Linked DNA regions of Canis lupus: region 1 is linked to region 2. The links are chromatin contacts, called in public Hi-C maps. All regions are on one chromosome and are shown on one strand. The core of a region is the stretch at or near the end of the contact, and the rest is flanking DNA. Distances in the headings are between cores, read along the strand shown.

What was found. A called contact is a pair of places that touch in the nucleus more often than the background predicts.
Region 1: a contact with region 2 is called in a Hi-C map of blood, with 4 times the contacts expected there. The contact joins the promoter of TBC1D9B here to the promoter of RNF130 in region 2. A contact is called at or near these places in 3 of 9 Hi-C or Micro-C datasets (amygdala and blood).

What each region holds. Positions count from the first base shown.
Region 1 is chr11:2,054,006-2,057,075 of UU_Cfam_GSD_1.0, reverse strand. TBC1D9B (TBC1 domain family member 9B) reads right to left here and starts at 1,764. Exons shown (of 21, transcript XM_038551741.1): 1 at 1,575-1,764. The coding sequence starts at 1,692.
Region 2 is chr11:1,906,495-1,909,864 of UU_Cfam_GSD_1.0, reverse strand. RNF130 (E3 ubiquitin-protein ligase RNF130) reads right to left here and starts at 1,413. Exons shown (of 8, transcript XM_038551735.1): 1 at 1,131-1,413. The coding sequence starts at 1,377.

The sequences.
Region 1 (3,070 bases), core at 515-3,014, 150 kb before region 2:
CTCTCTCCTGTGTCTCTCATGAATATTAAAAAAAAAAAGTGGCATATTCAAGCTTTATCAGTGTTTGGAATAAACTTTTCTTCATAGTCCCTGATGAAGCTTCTCTTCTGGTCTTGGAAACCTTATTTTAATGCTTATTCTGTTGGCATATCCATGTTTCGAGACCTGAAAGCTTTTTCACGGGCAGACCATCTCATCATACTCAGACTCTTCAATGAAGGATCCAGGCTGGCAGGTGTTTTTAAAAGCCAGCTTGAACAAAACCACATCACTAACTGTTCCTCCCTTGGGGAGGCAGGGTTCAGGAGGCCACGGTGTCTACGATGGCACAGGGAAGGCCCTGCCAGGGGCCACGGAACAGGGAGCTGAAGGAGTGGTTCTGGGAGGGAGGGAGATGGGTGAGGTGGAAAGGGCCTTCTGTGCAAAGGAAGGCAGAGTGGAGCACAGAGGGTCCCACCCGCCCTCTGAGCTGATGTTTAGAAGCACAGAGCACAGAACAAGAGTGGAAGTGCACCGGCCAAATTGGATACACCGGTATGCAACAGAAGGTACTGGGCACCGTGCCTTGCCTTCCTACATGCGCTTGCAGCTAGTTTCGGAGGCTCACCATGGCTCAGGATACCCGGAGGGGCTGTTATCTGACCTCCAGTGAACCGCTAGCCCAGGACAAGGGTCCAGGACCGGCTCCTGTGATTCCTGAGGCTGTGGGCGGCACCCCAGGCACTGAAGGGAACACAATTTTCTTAGGAAAGGCACAGCGTCTTCCACACTAGGAGGTGTGGCGCAGGAGAGGGTGGCCGCGGAGGAAACTTCTGCCTGCATCTGGCAGGGCCGTTTTCGCCGCACATGTTTACAATCAGGATGTTTCAAGGAAATTTCTGTTGATAACTTGTGAGAAGCACAGACACTGGTCCAGCCCCGAGCCTGCCCGAGCTGGGCGGGCAGTGACCACGCGGGCTTAGAGCACGAGGGACCTCGGAAGACGCCTGCAGGGGGTAGGCCCAGCCGGCTCGTCGGGGATGCCACATGCCACACAACTCCAGGAGGTGCTGCCCGGACGGACGACGAGGCACCCTGCTGGCTCCTCCGAACAGCCTTACAGGTAATCAGGTGCAGCCTCCGTGTGCGGCTCGGCTCCGGGGCGCCAGGAGGCAGGAAAGGTGGGCGGGGAGGAACCGGGGGGGGGGGGGGGGCCGAGGCCAGGGCGTCGGAGTGGCTACAAGGGTAGTTCGGGGGGGGGGGGGGGAAGACGCAAAAGAAAACGTGTGTCGTTTGGCTCCTCGGAGGCACCTGGAGAAACTGAGGCAGAGGCCAGGGGCCAGGCGGTGTCGCCGACTTTCAGCTCTGACTCCCAGGCTGGGAGGCTGCGCACGCCCGGCGAAGCCCCCGGGGCTCCCGGCAGCGCGTCGGGGCAGAGGCCGCCCCAGGCCGGCCCGTCGGACCAGCCTCCTGAGGCCCGCGCCCGCCCCCGCCCCCGCCCCCGCCGGCCCCCGCGCCCGCAGCTGCCGCCCGCCCGCCCGCCCCGCCCCGCGCAGGCCGCCGCGTCCCCAGGCCCGGCCGCCGCTCGCCCTCACCCGTGAGGCCGCCGCCCTTGCCGTGGCCGCGGCGCCGCTGCAGCACGAAGAAGGGGTTGGCCCGCTCCGTCACCCACAGCGCGTTGGCCACCAGCACCTCCTCGGGGCCCAGCCACATCGTGGGGCCGCTCGCACCGGGCCGAGGCCCGCCAGGCGGAAGCGCCACCGTCGCCGCCACCGCCGCCGCCGCGCCGGAGCGAGCGGGCGGGGCGGAGCGGGCGGGGCGGGGCGGGGCGGGCCGGGGCGGGGCGGGGCGGGCCGGGCCGGGCGGGCGGGCGGGCGCCCCCTGGCGGGCGCGCGGACCAGCACACGCGGGCTCCGGGAGCGCCGGGCGCGCGCAGCTCCCGGGCGGCGCCCGCCCCGCCCTCGGCCTCGGGTCTCCGCCTTCTGCTCGGGCCCGGCGCGGCGGACTCCGGTAGGGGCCGCGGGCCAGCCCCGGGGACGCGAGCCTCCGGCCGGGAAGCCCGAGTGCCCAGGCTGGAGGAACCGGTGGTGCGGAGAGTCGGCCCCTGGCGTTTTGCGAAAACCTGGACAGGATTTTGGCAGGGATCGGTGCGAAGACAAAGCGCCGGCAAATACACTTTGGGCCGCGGGTGCAGCGCGCCCCAGGGCGGGTTGACGGAGCGGACGGCGGCTGGAAAGGGTTAGAGACGACTGTCGTCATTCGCAGAATTCGGACCCTCGGGCCGAGGCTAGGAGAACCTCCGGGAGCCCGGAGCCGAGGACAGGTTGTCAGAAAGCCCTGGCAGGATCCTCGGAAATCCGTGCAGTCTACGCACCTGACAGATGGGGACAGGGCTGCTGGTGTAGGGTTCAGGGACAGGGCTGGAGGTCTAAGGTTTAGGGACAGGGCTGCAGGTCTAGGGTACACGGACACGGCTGCAGGTCTAGGATTCACAGACAAGGCTGGAGGTCTAGGGTTCACGGACAGGGCTGGGCCTGGGACATTGAGGTTTTCCTCCTAGCCGTGGGCAGCAGCGCGATGGGCAGGGGATGTGCATCCCTGCTCTCCCAGTGCTGGCCTGTAGGGGACGACCTCTTACAGTTCAAGCACTGTTTTTGAGTGAAAGGGAGTGCTGTGAACTCCATCTCGGGCAATCCAGAATGTCCAGTGTCACTTGGGTTGCAGGATCCTGCTGGTGGCTCAGGCCAGCAGCAGGATCCTACTGGAAGGCAAAGGGAAGGGGGAACTATGGGATCATCCTGGGAGGCCTAAGCCGGTTGCCAATTGGGTTTCTGTCACTGGCATTCAAGAATCCAATATGATGGATGTAGGTCAAGTAGGCACTTCCGTGGTTGGCAGCCAGGGTGATCAAAAGTCTTCTAAAATGTCGCTGAGATTGAATCAAAATGCAGAGGCCATCATTCTTGAAGACCTTGGAAGCTTAAACTGATACTGTGCTCTCTGGGGAGTAATCTACCGCGGGAATTTGGAATAATTGTTAACACCCTGAGAGGCCACAAAAAGTTATTTTGTTTCCTCCTGCCAGTGGTTC
Region 2 (3,370 bases), core at 164-2,663:
CTACAGGGAAAGAAAGCCTCGTAGGATTCTTTTTCTTCAGTCAGTATAAAACAGCTCACCGGTTCAGCACACAAATGCACATCTCAGGAGAGGCACGATGTTTTAATATTGTGAGTACAAAAACAAACACCATTACCTTATTTAGGCTGCCTTGTTTAGGTCATCTTAACATGAATAGCAGCTCAAAAAAAAAAAAAAAAGTCCCCTCAGCATTCTCAGGATGAGTGTGGGGGTGGAGAAGATAGCAGGCATTTCCCAAAAAGTTCGCAGTGGAAAACAAAACAAAACAAAAAAAAACCCGCAAAAAAACGAAAACAACCAAATACAACAAAAAAACAGCCCACAGAAAATATCCAAAGGAAGAAAGGGTCCTTGAAAACATGGCCAACAATTTACACAAATATACGTTTTATACCAAATCATTAAACAGACCCTGCGTGTTTTAGGAAGTCATGAGGATAAGCCAAAGGGCTTCAAAGACAATTCTTGAAAATGTTATCTATTTCCACTATGGTCTGCACCCGTGCCCCGAAGACTTGGCTACTGGTCCCCACCGGTATCAGATTCTTCATAACGTGAGATTTTCAGGCGTCAAATTACAGTAAGACTCCTGGGGCGGGACAGGAGCCAAAAGCAACAGGGAAGATGCCCATTCCTCCTCACCCTCCTCCCACTTGCCACTTAACAAAAACGGCACGTTTTTGCGTTAGAAAAGGGCCTTATCCTTGCAGATCCAGTGCAGCGTGAAGTCTGGGATCTCCGGGACGAGCCTGCCGGCTCCGAAAGGCAGGTCGGGACCCCGTCCCCCGGGAACGAGTTGTGCGCTCCTCCGCCCCCTCCTTTGTCTGGCCGGTCCCCGCAAACTCGCAGCCCGATGCCCCCGCGAACAAGCGGCCTCGACGACAAAGAACGCTTTCGAGTCTTCCTCAAAGGAGAGGAAAGCCCCCAGACGCGTCGGGACCTCAGCGCCAGCCGCCGGGAGGCCGGGCTGCACAGGACCGGCACCCCGGGCCCCGCGCGGAGGGGGCCGCAGTCTCCGCCGCCCCCGCGTCCCGGCTCTCCGGGCCGCCCCCGCCCCCGCCCCCGCCGCCGCCGCCGCCGCCGCGTCCCCTCCGCGGCCTCGCACTCACCCCCGTGGATGGGCAGCGGCGCCAGCACCTGGCCGCGGACCTCGGCCTTGGGCGAGTCGAGCCCGTAGCGCCCGCGGTCGATGCGGAACGTGAGGGGCGCGCCGCGGCCGGGCTCCTGCACCGTCACGTTGATGAGCGCCGTGTAGTACTCCTGGCTCGCGTTGTCGGCCCGCGCCGGCCACAGGCTGCAGGTCAGCAGAGCGAGCGCGGCGAGCCGGGCCGGGCCCGCCCGCGCCGCGCCGCTCATCGTCCCTCCGGCCGCCGCCGCCGCCGCCGCCGCCGCCGCCGCTCGCGGACCGGGCTCCGGGGCCGGCGCCGAGAGGCGGGGCGGGCGCGGCCGGCGCTGCGGCGGGAGCGCGCGCGCGCGGCCTGCGCGGAGCCGGGCACGAGCACGGCCCTCCTCGGCGCCGGGGCCCCGCCGCTCGCCGCCCTCACGTCCGCGGCCCGCCGGCGGGGACGCGCCCATGAGCCCCTGGGCGAGGGCGCGCGTCAGGCCGCGCGGGGTCTTCTCCTCGGGGCCCACCTTGGGCCGTGCGGACGGGCCCACTCCATCCCCCGGGGCTGGTCCCGCCGCGTCGGGGGCGCCCTGCTTGGAGGCGGCTGGGGTCAGGCGGGCGGCTCCGGGAGGCGCGCCCCACCGAGCGCCTGTGGAGCACACACGGCGCGGGCCGGACTGCCGCCCCCGCGCGCTCGCCCGCCCCGCCCCGCCCCGCCCCCTCCCCCCCCGCCCCCTCCCCCCCGCCCCAGCCGGCGGCCGAGCGGCACCGCGCAGGCCTGCGGCGCTGCCCCGCCCCCGCGCGCCTGCGCGCTAGGCCCTGCCCGCTCCCGCCCGCCTGCACGAGGGTCCCAGCCGCCGGCCGGGGCCGTGCGTCCTGCGTGAGGGGCGCGGGGCTGGAGCCCGAGAGCTTTCCCAAAGCCGTGGGAAAGTTTGCAACGAGAATGCAAAAGAAAAAACGGTTAAAACCTTAACTAAAAAAAATAAATTCATACGAGATTTCACATTTTAGCAGCTCAGCTGCTAGTCCTATCATTGACGTGATGCAGGGCAGAGGAGAGGACGCGCCTCTCGGCAAGGAGACGTGGGGGCCCGCAACACCCAGAATTGCCAGGGCACCTGTGTGGTTGACAAGGATCTCTTGTTGACAAGGTTGACTAGACTAAACTTCCAAAATCACTGGACGAGGAGGAGACCGGTGAGACCCAACCAGCTCCCAGCACACACACACACATTGTCAGTTAAGCTGTGTGCCCTTTTAAAGCATAAACGAAGGGGAGGGATGGGTCTTGCGTCAGGTGTAGCTGAATCCAGGAGCTTATAGACCACTGGGCAGTGTGGTCCTTCCTACTCTGAGGTAGAAGGAAACAGCATCTCCCGACTGGCCAGGCCCGGATCCTCTGAATCTTATAGAGGAAAGGGGTGGAGTCAACCTTGCCCAACCAAATGTACTGAATATCCCAGAAAGAGGAAGCTTCACAAAGGAAAACCGAGGCACTGTTTCCAGGTAAACGGTCTGGATGCAGTGCTGGCTAAAATAGCAGATGTCCCTGGGTGACTCTTTAGCAACAGCCTTCACAATTTCTCCCCTTCACCCTCAGTGCCATCACCTGTCTACTTCCTGGCCATATCGACGCTGGATTGTATTTTATTTACATGCCTCCAGGAAGTACAGTCCCCAGACCAAAATAACCAGGTCCTCTCCCTGGGCCTAGCGCTTAGGCTTAGTAGGAGCTACTCTGGCCCTTCTGCAGCTGCCACCCTCATCACAGAGCAAGGATTCTTTGGACTAAGGAACCCATGTTCTGGCACCTGAGACCTGGAATTCCCTGCCCAGACAACCCGGGGTCCGGTGGGGATCTCTCTGCTCTGCTCCTCTTACTTGGTATGCCCTGGTCTGCCTCCACCTGACATGTTCATGCCTCCTACTGCTTTGTCCTTACAAGGGTCTTTCAAAGCATGGGATACAGAGAGGGATAAGGTCTCCATGCGTAGCCTCAGCAAATGCCAGCATCTAGAGCAATGTTAAACCACTTTCATTTGGAAGTGTGATTGTTCTTAATTTTATGGACAAGAGTCCTTTAGGGCAAGAGATTTTCATTTACAGTAATAATACATACCGCCTTTTAAGAATTGCCAGAAAATAAACAAAACAGGGGCACCTGAGTGGCTCAGTCGACTGAGCTTCTGCCTTTGGCTCAGGTCATGATCTCAGGGTCTTGAGATGGAGCCCTGCATCAGGCTT